Linked DNA regions of Mus musculus: region 1 is linked to region 2. The links are chromatin contacts, called in public HiChIP or PLAC-seq maps. All regions are on one chromosome and are shown on one strand. Each heading gives the region's core, a stretch centred on a gene start, on an enhancer-like site or on the middle of the called end of the contact. The rest is flanking DNA. Distances are from core to core; before and after follow the strand shown.

Region 1 (4,676 bases), core at 800-3,299, 50 kb before region 2:
TCTTTGGTTGTCTGCACAGCATCTGCCAGGTGTTATTCTAAGACAGCAGGAGGTCCCTGACCCTGGTAGATGACAAGTGCTACTGTCCTCCTGTCTCTCAGCAGTAACTGTACCAACCAGCCAGTGTACCAGGTGAAAGGAGGGAACAGGGCAACCTGTGGGAGAGATCACATGTCTGAGGACAGGAGGGTGGCTGCTGTCACCTTTTAAGAAAGGTCAACTTATGGTTCACCTTGTTCCTCCCGCTCACCCTGAAGCTCTCAGTTAGCTTCTCGGGTCAGAGTCTCTGAGCATTTTCCAGGATCCGCACAGCTTCACTTAAAAGGATTTTCTTCAGAATTCAGCTGAACTGTTTTTTCTTTCCAGAGTGGCAACAAATCTGGTACGGCGCCTCTGTGAGCGAGGTGAGAGAGCCAGGCACCGTGTGGCTGGGGACCATGTTGTTAGTGATCCGATCCCTGCTATGCATTCTTGCTTGGCAAGCAAGGTCTAACTGACAAGCTGCACAGTGATAGCATGAGCTGACCGTCAAGGGTGGGGCCCCAGGTGTTCTCAGAGTTTGCCCCGACCTGCCCTCCCAGTAGGATCCTTTAAAGTCATCTGGAGCCCCTTGGGGGCTGGGGCTGATAGTGGTGGGAAGCTCCTGCAAAAGTGGGTACCTGGTCTCTCTGTCCTGTCTCCACACCCCAGCCCCTAGCTTCACTGGCTCTGTCACTTCTTACCCACTGTCTATTCTCTTTGTCTATCTAGAGACGCCACCAGATGCCCTTATATTGGAGTCTCCATTCACAAATATTCGTGAAGAAGCAAAGAGTCATCCATTTTCAGTGGCAAGTATATGAAAATAAAATGTATTTTCATTATTAAAATGATAATTATGAAAATAAGAGCAAGTAGATAATGAAACTAGTCATCATAAAAGGAATGACTTAACATTTACTAAAGACTCATAGTTCTCGGCACTGGCCTGCCCATAGAGCTGCCAAAGAAGGGGGAAGTAGCTTTCAGCCCAGGGCACTGGCATTGTAGGAGGCTTTGCCCCTGTGGCCACATTGCATACCCAGTCCTATTTGGCTTCACTGCACACCTGATCTCACAGCATCTCTGCCCACTTGGTGCTGTGGAAGGCTACAGACTAGCTCCCTCCTTGGGGTGGAGCCTACACTATGGGTACTAGAGGATTATTAGAACCCAGGCTCAGTGCACTGGACATCCCAGGATTGTCTCAGAGTAAAATCCAGGTAACCTTGCTCTAGGGCCGGTCCGTCCCCACCTCTCCCTCATGGGGTGGAATCCATCCTTTTCCCCACCCCGCCCTGCTACTTCCCACTTCAGCTCCTGACCAGTGTGTGACCTGGAGTAGGTTTCATGCTCCCCCCATGCCAGAACACCCCTTTATTTTCTCATGTCACTGGTGCTGCCTCTCCCCGACAGTTTGTGAGGAAACAGCCTTTGAGTCCCATTTCCTTGGTGGGCATCTGTCTTTCTGTCTGTGGAGAGTCTGGTTTGTGGTTGCACGTGAGCTGTGGAAGCCCCATCTGATCTACGGGGCCGGATGAGTCTTCTCTTCCCAGTCGCAAAGCCAGGACAAAGCTGGAAATGGAAACTGCACGTCTCCTAATTCCTTGAACCTAAACTGCCATAACTCTCAGCCTTTTCCTTCTGCACAGCTATCTTAGCCCTTCTGAAAACGCTTTCTGTCTTGTTCAGATATACCGATACTTCCCTGGCTTTGACTGGTTCTTCCTCGACCCCATTACAAGCAGTGGAATTAAATTTGCAAATGACGAAAAGTGAGTATTGTGGTGGAGTGAATAGAAAGACACAGGGCCCCACCCCATGACTCAGCGCGGTATTAGCCCGACAGAGTGGGCTTCAGAAGACCCACGGCTGGTCCCCCGTGTCTTTTGAAAGGGAAAGTCAAGTTGAGCTTAGTATTAGAAAAAAGAAAGAGCATTTAGATGGCAGGGCAGGTCTGTCTCTGCCACTGTGTGCAACCCGGGAGTCAGCATCCCAGCATCCCGGGTTTCTCCTCCCACCTCGTCAGGCAGGCTCTCGCGCTCTCTCTCGCTGTTTCTGCCGTGCTGCATATTTATTCTAGGCATGCTGACCCACAGCTTCTGGGCCATCCTCCTGCCTCTGTTTCCTGTCTTAACCGCAGGGGTGCTGGGATTACAGATGCCTGCTACATAGGCTCCAGAAGTCACATTATATTGTCAGGATTGTGCAGCGAGCGCTGTATCTACTGAACAAGTAGATAATGAAAACAGTCATTAAAAGGGAACACTTTTCTTTTGGTATAGAAGTAAAGAATTGTAAAAAATTAATAACATATTTTCGTCCATATATTTTTCCAGTCTAGAACCCAGGGCTTCTAAATAGACATTAAAGCAGTATTTAAATTTAATAGTGACCACATTGAAATAGATGTGAAAACATAAGCAGTTTTCCTTCAGGTATGTATTTTTGCTTCTAAAAATAAAAATGTACCATATTAAAATTTAAGTAACCATTACAAACAAAACCCCTTGCTTAAGTATTACCATTGTAGATCTTACAAGACAGTTATCTGAGTAAAGCAAATTTGCTTTTAAAAAAAGTGAGTATTGGCCCCAGGAAGCCTTTGGCTCCAGCTCTCCCACAGAGATAGGTGGATATGAGTAGCTGCGGACCGAGCACCAGTGGAACCTGCTTGAGCCTGCATAACAGCTTCGTGGGTAAATGGGACCCTCCTGCGCTCACGTGGACAGTTTCTGTACCAAGGATTTGCCGCTTTCTCCAAGAGGCTTAGGTTAAAGGAAACAGCTTATCAGATGCCTCACCACTGGGTGCTTTTCTTGTGAGCATGAAGACCTGAGTTTTAGCTCCAGAACTCATGTAAAGAAAAAGCCAGGCATGAAGATAATGCTTGTAATTCAAGTGCTAAGAAGGCAGAAACAGGTTTCTGATTGCCTGAGGTCAGTAAGAGATCCAGTTTCAAAACAAAAGGTAGGCAGGCACCTGGAGATAATGTCTGAGATCATCCTCTGGCCTTTACCTACATGTACATGTGTGTGGGTATATACACAAGAAATGCACCAACATGAGTCCTATGTGTGCTGGGTGCCAGCTAGTAGGACATTATGTTTGGGGTCGCACGCTCTCTCTGTCGGGATGGCACTGTGCTAACTTCAGGGAAGTGCACAGCTCTATTAGAGGTCAAGATTGAAACAGCTCAAGTGGCTACCCCAGTCGCCCTGTCCAGTCCTGGTAGCTGCTCTACAGGACGCTGTGGCTTGCTGAAGAACTCTGGCTCTGTTGGACCTATTGTGACATTTGCCATTAAGGACTCAAAGCTAGAATGACTTAAATGACAATTACACAAGATTAAGTGGAGCACGGATTCTTTTAACCAACAGGTTCTTAGTAATACCCATTTGCAGTAAGATTCTTAGAGCATTTAAATACCCTTATTTGTAAAGATTGTGTGTTGTTGTTGTTGTTACTATTAATGTAGCTACTGGCAAAGTTAATGGTTTTCCATTTTCATAAAATACGCAGGGATCAGATGTTGGGGAGTGAAATGACCTCTAGATTGACATCTTAACACTTAGCTGAAATACATAATTATTTCAAACAAAACAGAACAAAACCTAAGAAGTTATTTCTTAGTTCTATAGTAAAAAGAAACGTAGCTACATTCAGGCTATTAAGCACCAAGGAAGAACACACCATAAACCCAAATCTCTGCCCAGGGTGATGGGTACAGGCAACCCCTCTTTGGTCTCCACCTAACAGCCCCTTTCTCCTGCAGTATGAAGCACATCTCCTGTCCTCTGCTCATCTTGCATGCCGAGGATGATCCAGTTGTGCCCTTTCATCTCGGTAGAAAGGTGGGTGTTGTGTGATGCTGCCCCTGGTACAGTAGTTGCCATTCGCCCTCAGTGTAGATCAGGTTGGGCACGCAAGGTAGGGAAGCAGGCTCTGCCCGCTGTGTTGTGAAGTGGGCTCCCATCACAATAGTCTGCATCTTTTCCAGGTGCTTGACGACCTATGAGGTCTACTGTCAGGGTCAAGAGCAGACTGCTGTTCTATCCACCAGAAACTATGACAAACAAGCATTAGAACCCAGGCTGACATGGGAGGATTGAGGGGACCACTTGTGGCTCAGTTGGCAGAACTCATGTAAAGACATCTAGGCTATATTCTTGCCTTCGTGGATAAACTGCAGGGAGGGACCTAGCACTTGCTGCTACTAAATCTGCATTGACTTTGCTGCTGGAAAGCTGGCTTAGATGGGGGGTGAGGGGGCGTGGCGTGTAAAGAATACCATACTGGGCACAGGAGTGCCTAGAGAAGTGCTTGGCATGCCTCATCAACAGACTTGGCACACGACTCGCTTTGGGCAGGCTTTATACGTTACACAAAGATGAAGCCATCCAAGAGAGTGTGAACTGCCCAGCAGCGCACCCCTGGTGCATGGAACTGAGCTACCCCTTAGCTGTTTTCAGAGGAAGGGCACTGTGGAAGTAGAAGAGCAGAAAAGGGGTCATAAATGGTGGACTTTATGGACGTGGCAATGCCTAGCATTCCCAGACTCTGGCTTCTTGGACCTGGCTGTGTAGGCTGTAATGACAGAAGCAGTGTCTATGGGCACTTGGGCTGTTCTCTGGAGGAAGCACCAGTCTTTATTGAAG
Region 2 (4,493 bases), core at 767-3,266:
CCCAGAATGAGTTTGGAAAGCAATTAATTTTTACTCTTAGCAATTATCAAATATACTTTAATGCCCTATAAAAAAATTACTCTAAAAAGCTCTGTCACTAAGACAGCTGTTGGGTGCCCAGATTTCTTTTTTGTATGTTTGTTTGGTTTGGTTTTTTTGGCTTTTTTTGTTTGTTTGTTTGTTTTTCAAGACAGGGTTCCTCTGTATAGCCCTGGCTGTCCTGGAACTCACTCTGTAGACCAGGCTGGTCTTGAACTCAGAAATCTGCCTGTCTCTGCCTCCCAAGTGTGGGGATTAAAGGCGTGCGCCACCACCGCCCAGCTGGGTGCCCAGATTTCTATGGCAAATCAGATCATCACTAACTGGCCCCAGATAGGCAAGAGTTTTTTCCTTGCTAGTTTTCACTCTGTCTTAATACAAGATAGGCAGAATTCTCCATACCAAATGCAGAGAGAGAGAGAGAGAGAGAGAGAGAGAGAGAGAGAGAGAGAGAGAGAGAAATTCTTGCAACAGGGGATGTGTAAAAATATGATACCTGCATAAGCTTAAAAGCACCAGTATGTATTACTGACCCAGAGCCCTGTTTATGAGTGAAGCCACAAATGGTTTCGGATGAAATAAAAGCCACAAAATTGTGCAGCATACAAATATGCATACCTGTGTATTTAGGAACAGCAATTACCTGGAAACATAAACGGAACAGAATAAGGAGGACTGGGGGACCTGGTGGAGCTGGCACACGCCTTAATAATCCCAGCACTCTGGAGGCAGAGGCTGGTGGGTTTCCGTGGGTTTGAAGCCAGCTTAATTGCACAGAGTTAGCAGTCCAGCAGACAGAGCTGAGAAGTTTTGGGGGTTGGGGTGGTGAGAACTGTCAAAGGCTCCGTTCAGTGTATTTTGTTTTCCTACTAAGAATAAAGGTTTGCAAAACAGAAAAAATGCTACAACTTCTAAAGCAACTTGCTAACAAGTTTTGTCAAGGTGGAAACCTCAAAGGCAGCCTTCCCCACGAGGATTCCATCTTTGAGTTTCGGACCCTCTCCTGTTTCAGGCAGGCATTACAAGTGATTTTCTTCTCATCAGTCTCGGAGTAGGGGGTAGGGTGGGGAGCACGGGGCGGGGCAATTCCCTGCAGATTACTGATCTCACCCCTTTCCGACTCATAAAACTACCGGATCTAGTTCCAGTCCCCCATCTTCTTCGCTCGGGGCTGCAGAAAAACAAAAGGGGGAGGGGAGTGGGGGAGTAGAGGAAGCATGAACTCTGAAGCCATCTCGGAAGTCCACAGCTGGAAAACAGCCGGAAAATCCGCCGGCAAGAGCAGACCCCTAGAGCACTTCTCTGGGATGCGCAACTCCGCCGTGGGCAGAGGCCTGGCTCCATACAGCCAGATTCCAGACAACGTACCGGTGGGGGACTGACTGCGGTGGAAGACAAGGGGCCACTCAAAGCCATACTTAGGGACTGGGGACTGCGGGCCGGGGAGCAGGGGGATGGGTCTCAATTAAAACGAAACCCGAAAGAGAGGGTATGCACCGGTCCTTCGAAGGAGGATGCATAACTCTACTGTCTCTTCATTGGTCGCAGGTGACCGTGGTGCAACAGGGACCAGGCCCGTGGGCGATACTTGGGAGGGGGGGGGGGGCGGGACCCGCCCTGCCCTGGGCTCGGTCTCCCTCCCAGGGAGGGCGGGCTGCTCACCTTGGGGTCCCGCTCATAGTAATGCTGCTGCGTGCGGATCCAGCGGCCCACTAGGTGGTCGCGAACTGTGTGTGCCAGAGCGAAGAAGTAGTCGCGGGGCGTGGCCACATTGCGGTCCTTGACCAGCGTGAAATGCAGGTGTCTGTTGAAGCTCTTCCGCACCTCGGCCACGTCGCCCAGCCCCGCGATGCCACGCACGCTGATCTGCTTCTGCCTCTCACTGTCCGTCAACGGCTTCGCCATGGCGCCAGAAGAGGCAGAGGACAGGGTACGGCCCTGGAGCGAGCAGAGAAGACTCTAGCGCTGGGATGCTGCGGTGTCTCTGGCGCCAAGGACTGCAGCGGAGGCCGGCTCATACGGATTGCGCCTGCGCTTTGCGAGAGGGCCGGGCCCTGTGGATGGGCGTGGGCTGATCTGGAGGCGGAGCCTCGGAGAAAGAGCCCGTCAATCAGGCTGTTTCAGCCGGGAAGAGAACGTGGACGCTCGAGGGGAAATGGTTTATTCCTTTACTGGTGTGTCTGGGGCTGGAAAAACCGGACTGCAGCTTCCCCATACCTAAGATTTACCACTTTTATGAGGCAAAAGTAGAAACCGAACCAGTGGCTGCGCCTGCCACACTGGAAGGCAAACTCTTGCCATTCAGGGACTTCCTGGAGTTTCCGGGGCTGCAGGGACTGGCTCTGCACAGAATCACCAGATGCCCTTTTTAGGACTGCATTGGGTGCTCAGGTGTAGCTGAGCTCTGTTAAACGTTCAGAGAAGTGTGCACACGCTTGACAGACAGCCCCCAATACCTGCTGGGACTCGTCGCCAAGCTGACAGGTGGTTCTGAAAACACACGCAAGAAAAAAACGTTGTTTGTGCAAAAACTAAAAATTCATAAGTCATATCAATGTTTGTGCCTCCATGACACCACTTCAGCTCTGGAGAACAAACTGCATGGAACTCCTCAAAATACAAATCGCCAGTCTAGGCTGCAGTGACAAACACAAAAAATCTGCTGCAAATTAAGTATACAGCATTCTCTCCAAGGATGGGCAGAGGCTACTATCAATCACAACCTTTCTGGTTGTTAAAGAAAAATTCCATCCAGAAAGAAGTCAGCCATGCACAAGGAGAAGAAGGAGAAACATTTCATTGGTGAGCAGGGAAGCAAGCTGAGGTTCTGAAAGGGTTTAGGCCAGCCCAAATTTCTTACCGTTTATAGGTCAGGAGGCAACACTGCCTGCCTAGGGGACCATCTCAGAGTGGTCTCTGAATCCCTTAATCATTAAGGGAGTTTAGTTAGGAGTGTTTACAGCAACATAAATTGCAGAAACAAATGGTTTTATATAAGAATACATTATAATTTCAATAATATGTATCAGGCAGGTAGCAATAAAAAGGCATACAGGAATTGCAAATAACAGTAGTCTTGGACTGTAAAAGAACTTTTCTCTTAGCAAACTGTAAGAGGAGGTTCAGCATGACCTTAGTCCTCTGTGACAACCTTCCCTTCAGGCAGTTTTGGCAAATGTTTGTTTTCCAGATAAAGGGTGGGTGGTTTTTTTTTTTTTTTTTTTTTTTTAACAAGGCAGGACTCAACCTACCTAAGTAAAACTTTAATCCAATTGACTCCTACATAACCAGACACCAAGCTATCATAAAATTATACAGACATACATTCATACATGAATATATATAGTTTTTGAAGGAATACCCTATAGCTAGAGATCAGCCTCTCTGACAGAGACACATAACCCTTCACCATATGTGGGGAGCAGCTTTCAAAGCTGCCGCTTGGCACTCTTTCCCAGGGAGCTCTGGGATGAGACCCTCTGGTCATCGATATACAGTGCTGCCTCCTGTAAACTCCCTTGGCCCCAGAAGAACTGCCTTCCCTTGTTGTGGAGACGCTTTCCCCACATAGTGAGGTCAGTGACTTGCCTTCATTTGCCTCTTTAGGTTAGCTGATGGGGATGCAGACGGTCCTGCTTATGGAGATAAAGGTTGCCACAGGGGATGTCATAAAAGTCCAGGTGTAGGACTGGAGGTGTAGCTCAGTAATAGTGTGGTTTGCACAATGGATACCCTGCATTCCAGTGCCAGTTCTAGAAAAGGCAAATTAAGTTGTTCCTGGTTTGATGATTCCAAAGTTAATTTACCTCAACCTCTACTCAGTGGCAGACTTCTTGGGAGACAACACACTGGAATGTTTTCCCCTACTCTTGCTCTGATTTGGAATTCATTCCACACTTTTTCCTTGGGATTCTCAAGTCAGCAAGATCAAATTTCAGCCCCTGATGGCAGGGCTGTGGGGCTCCTGCTAGGCTGGAGGCTGGGGACTCTGATTAATGGAACCTCCTTGAGAGTGATTTGGCAGTTCAGAAGTCTTCTCAGTGTATGTGCCCTCATGACACTTCCACAGTCCAGGGGAACAGACTACAGGTTTCCAAAGAGCTAGCCATGCCTGTAATCTCAACACTGGCTGACCTGCTTCAAAACAGTTGTTCAAAGACTTTTCTGATCTGACTGAGATTATATACCTAATATGTGGGGAAGGTTCAGCTACTTTGGCATGGAATAGGGGAACTGACCCTATTCCTCTGACGATCTGTACTCTCTACAGTTGTTAACTCAGAAGTGGAGAAAACTGAAGCTCCCCAAATTCCAGGCAATACTGCCGGCTTCTCTATGCTGGTCAGCCAAGTGTTAAATAACCACAGACCAGACCTTTCAAGAAATGAAGATAAGTGGCTGGACCTGGTTAAATGAAGACCCGAATTTGGAGTGACCTGGTGACATGGAAGGCC

The links. HiChIP or PLAC-seq counts read pairs in DNA pulled down with a chosen protein or histone mark.
Region 1: an H3K4me3 HiChIP or PLAC-seq map of embryonic stem cells shows a contact between it and region 2, with 21 read pairs. The contact joins the enhancer-like site here to the promoter of Pygb in region 2. A contact is called at or near these places in 1 of 484 Hi-C or Micro-C datasets (uterus), 4 of 115 datasets of contacts at active chromatin or transcription factors (bone marrow-derived macrophages, effector CD8 T cells and embryonic stem cells) and 3 of 9 other capture datasets (adipose tissue, liver and pancreatic islet).

The regions. Positions count from the first base shown.
Region 1 is chr2:150,834,469-150,839,144 of GRCm38.p6, reverse strand. It overlaps Abhd12 (abhydrolase domain containing 12), which reads left to right. Exons shown (of 13, transcript NM_024465.3): 8 at 367-404; 9 at 751-830; 10 at 1,711-1,793; 11 at 3,794-3,872. Among named protein-coding and RNA genes, the nearest start is that of Gm23598, 47 kb to the left of the region's middle. Within about 2 kb of position 2,049, at least 23 of the 459 cell types and tissues checked have an H3K27ac peak or open chromatin away from gene starts, as enhancers often do. A contact at or near this core is called in bone marrow-derived macrophages and embryonic stem cells, where this site is marked.
Region 2 is chr2:150,784,319-150,788,811 of GRCm38.p6, reverse strand. It overlaps Pygb (brain glycogen phosphorylase), which reads right to left and starts at 2,016. Exons shown (of 20, transcript NM_153781.1): 1 at 1,702-2,016. The coding sequence starts at 1,944. Gm30141 (a long non-coding RNA gene) reads left to right here and starts at 2,060. Exons shown (of 3, transcript XR_375102.4): 1 at 2,060-2,841; 2 at 4,310-4,493.